2 separate regions of the Drosophila melanogaster genome follow, and region 1 is linked to region 2. Evidence: chromatin contacts called from public targeted proximity ligation data. All regions are on one chromosome and are shown on one strand. The core of a region is the stretch at or near the end of the contact, and the rest is flanking DNA. Distances in the headings are between cores, read along the strand shown.

What was found.
Region 1: a targeted proximity ligation map of the Kc167 cell line shows a contact between it and region 2, with 2.3 times the contacts expected there. A contact is called at or near these places in 1 of 107 Hi-C or Micro-C datasets (the S2 cell line) and 1 of 7 datasets of targeted methods (the Kc167 cell line).

What each region holds. Positions count from the first base shown.
Region 1 is chr3L:12,643,862-12,648,538 of dm6, reverse strand. lncRNA:CR32111 (long non-coding RNA:CR32111) reads right to left here. Exons shown (of 7, transcript NR_124907.1): 4 at 3,499-3,737; 5 at 3,328-3,426; 6 at 3,233-3,267; 7 at 259-3,176. Among named protein-coding and RNA genes, the nearest start is that of lncRNA:CR43431, 6.9 kb to the left of the region's middle.
Region 2 is chr3L:12,555,652-12,560,664 of dm6, reverse strand. The region is part of intron 3 of sowah (sosondowah); the gene reads left to right. Among named protein-coding and RNA genes, the nearest start is that of sowah, 14 kb to the left of the region's middle.

The sequences.
Region 1 (4,677 bases), core at 974-3,473, 89 kb before region 2:
GTTTGTTTATATTACAATCCTGGTTGTTGCCCTGTTTTTGTTGCACAGAAAGTATTAAAAGTAGAAGTATTAAATATCACTTTAGGGGATGCCACTTAAGTCAAATAGAAGCATATTTGCCCACATTAAATCTAGGAATAGAACTACTTTAAAAACTATAGTAATTTGATAACTTATTGATCAGAATCGGAAAAATAATATCCTTCAAAAACTTGGACCTTAAAAGTAAAATTTTTATAAATGTACCTAATAATATTAAGAGCTTTTAAATAATTTATTTTATGTCTTCTGATAATTAATGTGGAATGGAATATTTATGAAGTATGATTATGTGTAAGTGTAAGTAACAAGTAAGTATAAGTGTAAGGACAAGCTTTAAATCTTAGTTCTTTTGCTATAAAATATAAATATAAACAGATTGAAAGGTAAATGTAATCCAATAAGAAAGCTGGCCCTACAAATTGATAACAGAAGTTTATAAATTTTATGTAAATTTGAGTGTGTTATCCCTATTTTTAGCCCATAACAAGGTTTCCCCCCACACAATACAAATTTGCTAGCCATATGCCCGACTGACATTCCATATTCAAATTCGCATCGGCGCCACCTGCCATCCGTCGCTGTACTTTTGCACGATTCGGTGCCATCGTGTGGTTGTTATCCCCTCACCTGGTTGCGGATCGCCCCGATCCTCCCCAGATCCGGTCCAGAAACTGTAAGTAAAGGCGATCGCCAACGAAGCAACGGCGGTGTGGCCATCGTTTGCAGAATTGCAAGAACATTGTTCTCGTTAAACAGAATCATGTACAGGGAGGCCTGTACCTTGGAGGTCGATCGTGGTCACAATGTGCCATCCGATGCGGGCCACACAGGAATCCCCCCTCCAGGGAAGAGATAATAAAGACAAACTAACAGAGAGGTTATTTCATTGAGGATCGTGTTGGTGCCCGGTTTCTAATGACATCTATGCAGTCTAGTCGGGGTTATCTCGTCCAGCAGATTCGGGACTGCAGACTGGAGATCCCGAAAACCGCAATGACCCCGATCGCCGCATGTGCATTATCCGATCCGGTCTAGCGCTAAAAAGGGAACTCACGGCGAACCGAGGGCTGAGGGCCAGGATATGGAGGAGTGGCTAATGCGCCGACACCCCGCTGCGAGGTGAGCACACAGCCGCCTATAATTGAGTTATACATTCGACTGGCCAACTGACCCCTCCGACTCTCGATCCCAATCCCGATTCCGATCCCGAATCCCTACCTCCTCGGGGACTGTCAAAAGGTTCGCAGCAGCTAAGCGGACAATGTTTTGACATAAATAAATGCTTGAATGACTTTAAGTGATGGCAGTTTACTTTGACTTTCTATACCCAAACGCAGTTTGGCATGATTTATGGGGCACGATCCAGGGTCTGCTCAAGACATTACTTTCGTATACAGATAGGTTTCTACATATGTATATGGCTGGCAGGGGCGGAGGGGTGGGTCCCAATGCTAATTCGTATTCAGGTAGTAAGCGGAAAACAATAAATATATTCGCAGCCGTCCTTTATCGACCAGCTCGGTTTCGGGTTATTATGACTTATAACAATGCACAATAAGTGGATCAAATTTATTGTGGGTATTAAGGTGATTGAGCATTGTCCCCCTACAAATTAGTTGTCTTTAAAATATTTGAGCTTTACGACGTATTGTATGTGATGTATCAATAAAATTGTTATCAAATAATGAATATATAATTCGCATAACTCTTGTTAACTCAACTTGTAATACCTAATAGCCTAATTAAAGATTTAAATCACAAAAGTTACTGTGTGAAATCGAAATTTTAAGTCACAAGCATTTAAAAGAACTTAAGATACTATAGCCGATTATATTTAAAATTGGGTAAATTTGATCTTATAATTTAAATGCAATGTTAAAAGAATTACAGTATTTAACAATTTAAATGATACTTTTTTTTAACAGTTTTGAGTATCTATGACTTTATGTTGGCAGTGGACGAATTCTTTTCTCTAATGTATGTTACATGATATACAAGTTTATGATCACTTTCTATGATCGACTAAGAAGAGAGCCCTTTTGAACAACATCTTATCGATAATAGAATAGTTATTGATTTATACAAAAGTAAATTTGAGATCACACCTAAACTGCGATAGACATTTATGGGAAAGAAAATATGCTGCAGCACGTAATTAACCACATAAGTATGCTTTAGAAAGTGCATAAAAGAATACGTTGCATACTCTTAGGCATATGTGTAAATTAATGCGCAATGGTTGCGTATGCGTGATCATCTTTAACTAAGTGGATCGAGTTAAATAATTAGCAAAGTAATTTATTTAATTGTTAAGATCGGAAACTGAACTCTAAATTAAAATCAGATCTCTGCATAAGATGTCTTGATCACTTAATAAATTGAGTGAAAGTAATTATTCCAATATATTTTAAATTATTATTGGATGGGAATTTTTCTGTTTTTTTTTTCATTGTGTTCATGAAACTAACAACAACATATATTTGATTATGAATATTTTAAAAATTTTATATAAAATTAAAGACAATAATTCTTTTTTTGTAATATATGATAATCCTCAAAAAAGCGTAGAGCTGTGAACAATATGTTCTTATAAAATTCCAATGTATACATTATTTTCTCCTGTGAGTCAACTTATTGAAAACCATTGCAATTTTAGTACAATTTCACATTGTTATATCTTGTAACATATATTTAATTTCGATAGGTCATTTGGATGTGATTGAATTTATGAATAACATCATGTTTCTTGTTTATGTTTAATATTAATATCAACTAATCAGTACCTATAAATACAATTGTCCAAATACAGCAAAAATTTTTGGTTTAGCATGTAATCATTGGCCATGTTTAACAATTTGTTCGTTTAAATGTTTAAACTATATAAGGTTTACAAAAATACACATTTAATACAATTATATTATGCAATCATATGTGTTTTTACAAAAAGTAATCCAATAAGAATGCTAATAAAAATCAACCAAATTCGATTCGATTGGAAAGCGCATCAGTAAAACTCCATCCTACTTCGATGTTTTTTTTTTGATAACATATTAAAATTACAAATTAACATAATTAAATCCAGTTGCTTTCATCCAGTCCATCAAGAATCATTCAACAGTTGTTTGGTGAGATATCTGTAATTAAAGAATGAATTAATAGTATTTAATCAACACAAAAATGAATCACAAACCATGTTCTCTAGCTGACATAATGGTCTATGGAAACCTAAAAATTAGAACTTTGAATGAAAGTGCATAGAATTTTAAATTGATGCAATATACAAACATCGAAATTTATCGAATAAATTATTTTTCCGAAGCTGAATGACGATATCCTGCCATCAAAGGATTCCCGGCTCTCGCTGAATTCCCAGTCAAATATTAGCTTTAAATAAATAGAAATCTTTAATTATTAATATGCATGTTAACCTTTATTCAAAATACATGTTTACTATACTTGAAAGGGGCGAAGAGGATGGAAACGAGACTCCATTGCAAGTGGAGACAGTTTGTCTGGTTCGACTACCTGTTGGATGTGCACACAGTTGGAAGTGGTGATGCTGACCGGCTCATCCATCGGATAAGAATCTGACTCAATGGATCGAAAATGAATGAATCAATTTCATACCAAAATCAAGTTTACTTTTGTCTTAATGCCACGAATCGAGAATGCATCGGCATTTGGGCTTTCCACATCTGAAATATCAAGAAGATTAACCGTAAGATAAAGAGTTTCCGGTCAAACAAAATAAATGACACAACTTACGTTGCGTACAGTGATGTTTTGATAAGATGGTCGTATAAAATATGTGAAATATTTAAATATAAAATAATGAAAATAATTTCAAAGTTACTCATTCACATAAATAATCGAATAAATCGATTATGTACGATTTGGGATAATTAATCCAATAATCTATATAATATAATCTTTTAATGAAACCTTTTATTAATAAGTAATGTTTTAATGATAGCCTCTGCTCTGGCTGAAAATTAGCTCGATGACTTAGTAAAGTTTTCTGGAAATTGAACAATGTTTCTCAGATGCGAGGCCCCACTGTATCGAGCGGCAAAATATTTGAAAACAAAAGAACTCCTAAATGAAGCCCCAATACATTTGGGCTGTTGAACGGGCATACAAAGCAAATAAACACGTCGCTTTCCATTCGTTCCCCACACTTCACGGCCAGCTAATTAATGACGTTGGTCAGTCGGTTGGCTCAGTTCGGTTCTCCCTCGATGCCAGCCGATCGGACCGGGCCAATATAGAGTGCAGGGCCTATGGAGTGAAGCCATTTTGGTTTTCGTTTTCGTTTTGGTTCGGCGTTTTGAAACTGGCAACCGGGGCATCTCCTATATATGTATATATACATATTCTTTGGCCCGGTGACGGTGTCGTAAGTGAAGTGCCAATAAACACGTGATTTACTTAAGCTGTGATCCGAGCGGCAGGGACGTGGGCTCTCTGGATCTCTGGAACGGTCAAAATCATGGGGCTTATCGCTGCCATCGGCCATCAAGATGCCGCTCATTAATTTTAAAATTAGGCGGGTTTTCAAGAAGCGAAGAGGCACCGAGAAATGATGTCCACCTTTTGGTTGAAGACCGACTAAACTGGCCATCCCGAACCCATTTC
Region 2 (5,013 bases), core at 1,700-4,199:
AATAAAACGTCTGACACCTTTGACAGTCCCTGCGGCACACTGAGTCTGCTGCATCCCCTACTTTGAAACCATAATAGTTGTGTCTATGTGTGTCAGCGGCATTGGTGGCGCCTTTGGCCAAGTGGCATATGATTACGTCCCATACCCGAATCCCTATTCCGGGTGGGAAGACATCAAACCAAACGACAGCGGCATCGGCGGCGACTTGTGTGAAAGATACTTTCTTCCATGGGTGTCATTAAATCGAGGTGACAATTCAATCAACAATCCGCCGGCGAAAATGTCAAATGAGCGAGGACCCGAGTGAAGCCTTTCCAGAAATCAAATCAAATGTGTTTACGACGTCTGCCACGTTGGTGGCTCAATTTTATGTCGCTGTGCGGCTATTAAATTTAATTAGAGCTCTGTGCCGCCGTTGGACGTGGATAACGCATAAATGTCATCAAAATATTTCCCTGAACGGTGGCTTTATATATTTAGTTACACTGCAGTTGAAGAGTTCACCCAATGTCGCCGACGAAGTGCTGGAAATATGGGCAGTTGACATGCGAAAGGATTTCCCTTCTGGGAAAGAGCAGTTCCAATGGCAGTGTCGGTCGTGTCATCCGGCCATCACTCCGCACTGCTGGAGGTGATGTACTCCGGACATAAAACCCATTTAATTGTCATTGTAGATAGTCGCCTGAAGTCGCTGCCAGATTTGGGTCATGAGCTTTCACTTGGTTTGGCTCCTTGTGTGGGTTTGGATTAGATGGATGTGATTGCATTGCGAGTAATAATTCAACTAACTATAGAAACTCTATAAGAACTAGGATGAAGGACTTAAAACCCATTGGTGCCACGCAGCACATGTGTAGCTGTCCACTGGAAAGGCGCGCCTTAACTGTCATTCCATGGCCAAGTGGCGATTGCATCCGGATTGCATTCGCCGCCAGTGGAATTCGTCTTTATTATTATCTCACTGGCATTATTGGGTGGCGCTGTTGGCGCCAACATCTTGCACGTTCCAACGGATGTCTCCTGGGCAGAATGTGGCCAAAATCACCTCAACACGGTTCCGAACTGCCGATTGTCTCCACAATTATTGTCATTCACAATTACTGCAGGCTGCGTTGGTAATTTGGCATTTAAGCCAAGTCGAATTGTTGATACCCTATGTCATAACAGTCAGTCGCAACTGAGTGAATCGAACTTTCATTTGGCCATAAAGGATATACACTCGTTTATGACCAATGCGATGTTGAATTCAAAGGCATCGAGTGAACGGTTATGACCATTAAGGAGTTTCCAGTGCCCATGGAAGAAGTCTTTTAGCGTGTTTAGCTCCGTGACTGCGACTGCGACTGGGACTGGAATTTCTTATTTTTGTGGCAAGCGAGGAAATCGGCGACATGTCTCGAAAACGTGAATCCCGGCAATGCTCCGTTCAGCGATCCTCGGGGCCGCCGGTAAAGTGTCAGCAAAAACGAAATTGAGCTTATCTGTAAATGCATCGGCGGGAGTTCGTCCAGACTGAGGACGTCCTCTGCTCGACCGGCGAGCATCTTCTTGATGCAATCGTGCAGTCGTCAAATTAGCGACATTCGAAAAACTTCCCAGATAACTACTACGAAAGACCCGAATCCGAAAGCCACAGAGGGAACTTCTAAAAAAATCCAAAAGGCTAAAAAAAAACAAAACAGAATCTCAGGAGCCTGTAGCCGTGTGCATTTTTTTCCTCCTGCTGCCACAGAACCCACCAGAGATCTGTCACAGCTCTGAAAAACCAAAAAAAAAGTAAAATAAAATAAAATCAAAAAAAAAAAACAAAGCTCTGGTCCACGATCATTGAGTTCGTTCTACGTGATTTATTTGCTGGCTCAATTGAATTGTTTTGGAGTGGACCCAACCTGGTGGAGTGGATCCTCGTCGCTCCACGAGGAGCACCTACTTTCGCATAGTCAATCAGCAATGCGATTTCTATGACTTGATTGACATTTCATGAGCCCGCCATGGACATCCATTTGCCGCCGTCGCCAGGTACAAAAAAAAAGGAAGTAAAATAAAATAAAATATAAAAAAAAGAGGAGAAGGAACAATGGATGTGGCAGACAAAGGAGTGGAGAGCGCGTCAAAGTCATTGACGATCATCCCGACTGATGATCCGCTGACAATTCCCAAAACGACAAACTCAGGCGCCATGTTAACCACCAAGAAGTCCGGCAGACAATCGCCTCGCCTGGCTGACGAAGATGGATTCCTGACTCCTCATTCTTGATTCTCCAGATTCCCGATTTCTGATGCCTGATTCTTCATTCCTGATTCCTGATTGACTGGCTGCCGAATGACCATTGTTTTGGCCAAGCCATCTGAACTGATTACAATCGCCCAGGAAGGCAGCAGTAGAAGTCGATCGCCGAACGCTTTGCATTTTATTAAACACGATCCTTTTGATTATTACGCCCCGTTCTTTTTCAGTTTATTTGTTTTGTTTTTTTGATGCTCCCATAGCCGGTCGGTCAGTCGATCTGCGATATCGGTTTGATGGAGGTCATTGCTGCTTTATTTGGACATGCAACTTGTCACGTTTAATGGCATGAAGCGGCGGAATAGCGTGTGTGCGCTTATCTCTACACTGGGGAAAATACATCAGCTATATCGCAGGGATTATATCATTTAACAGTGCAGCGGGGGAAAAAAGTAACAAGCTTGGTATTCACACTTAATTGCTTGTCGAACATGAATAGAATGAATATAAATACAGAAAAAATGATTCATTTACTCAACACCAACTTGTATTTTGGTATGCTAATCCATCTTTAATTAGTAGTATTGCCTAAATCCAAGGAATAATAAGCATGTTAATTATCCCAAGTTCCTTTCAGTGAAAAATCTTGATTCTTTTGTATGCCTGTGTCTGAGTATTTCGTATTCACTTTTGACCAGTGCATTCATATCGCGCAAAGTGTGTGAGCAGCTGGGGCAAAGCAATCAACGCCGATCCCAGCCAGGCGAACGTATGTATATTGATTAGCTTTCGCCTTGGGAGAATCCGTGTTCCTGTCGCAGCCAGTGCCACCGTTCCATGTACTAGCGCCAGCTACCGATTTCCGATTCCCCAACACTTCGTTTCCCCCCAATTCCCTGGCTACCAATGGTGGCCAAAGGTGAATGGCGATCCCCAAGCGCAGATACTTAGCCTGGCCCATTCCCATTGCCATTCCCATTCCCAATCCCATTCGCAATCCGGATGCCTGTCAGCAGCTGGCAGTGGGGCCCTGCAAATTTGTCAATACTGCGAATGCAGTGGGCTCAACCGGGTCATAAATTGTGCAAAATGAATATGAATAATACTGCATTGAGAAGCAAACAAAATAACCCAACAAAATAACGAAAAAAAAAAGAAGGAAAATCGCCAGCGGGCTGGAGGATGAGCTGGTTACCCCACACATTGTTCCGTATACACCTTGGACAAAAGGAGGTGTTGCCTGGTTGTTATGAGTTTTAAAATCCGACTAAGCCCATTCGCCAACATTTATTCGAATTTAATCGATTTTTCAAATTGACTCCGCACTCGCCGTTCGCCATGTAGTGTAAACCCAGTACAGAAATCGCTGACCGCCCATCGGTACGCCCATATTGGTTTTGCCCGTTTGTTTATTTACTCCTTTATTTTTGGTTTTACTTACTACTCGTGGAGATAAAAAAAAAAAAATAAACAATTATTTATAGCCCCTATCCTTTTGACGGCCCCCCTATTTTTTCTGCCGAAGGATTGACTGGGCCTATTCCACGACTGTGGCCAAAAAGTAATTAATTCGCTGGGCTGGAACGCGTCAAATGAATTGAAAAACTACAAATGATTGGTAATTATGGTGGGGATCGTTAAATGAAGTTATATTTCTCACGTCGTAATGAGCTGAAACTTATTAGCAGGCACTAAAACTGGGACGTAAATTAATTGCGAACTTGCGAAAGTACTAAAGTTCTGTTTAAGTGTGTAGAAATTTTTCTATTTCATTTGATATAGATAATGGAGTTATTCTAAAACAGTGCAAAAAATTGATAACAAATTCATAAAGAAAAACCGCCTAAATCTTTTCATATCTGTTTCTGTTTGATTTTTGCGCTTTAAAGCTATAGAAAGTCGCACCCATTTAGAGAGTCACCACAACCCTCAACCTCGACTTCACAATTCTCCACAATTATATAATAGTTTGAAACAAATGAAATGGTATTGGTGCGTGGACTCCTGGCGGAGGGGAAAAAGGGTGCTGAATGGCACAGGGACTTGTGCATAATTAATGAGGGAACCCAGGCAGGTGTGCTGCTGGATGCGTAGGACGACAACCGTTGCTGGCTGTCAAACATGATGACAAAAGATTACATTTCGCAACTTGTGGCAGTTGCTGCTGCCGACCCAAAGATTTCCGATGCTAGACTGGCTGAGCAGCAGGCAACATGCTTAAAAATTTACATAAAACTTTTGATAATAGTTTTGCCTGCGCCCTGTGGCATTGCGCTTCCAGGGGCTACCTCATCCTCATCCTCATATCGTCACCATCACCATCCTCCTGCTCATATGGGAGTTCTTGGGGTTTCGCACGTTACCTAAAATCCTTGGACTGATGCTGCGATAGCGACATCATAAATTACGAAACTAAACTTTGTGCGAACGGGACGAATGCAGATGGAGCTGATGATGAGGACGACTGGAGCCTGGACTTTGCGACTCCAGCCATGGAGTTGGGGGTCTTACAAATAAAAAAATAAAAAAATAAGAAAGACATGCAGCGGGTCGCGATCGCACAGGCTGAGAAGCCATCTCCTCCAGGAATAAACCTTGGGCTGGAGAAATAAAAGCCGTGGTGCTACATTTTTGGGCTGAGTGCAATTGCTTGTCAAACAGAAAAAGGTTACGCTGCCCAAAAAGCCAAAATATATAAAAAAAAAATCGAAAAAGGCAAAACTCTTGACCGGCTATGCAAAGAACTTGCGCTGGAAAATGGTCGCCGAAAATCAGTGGAAATCAAT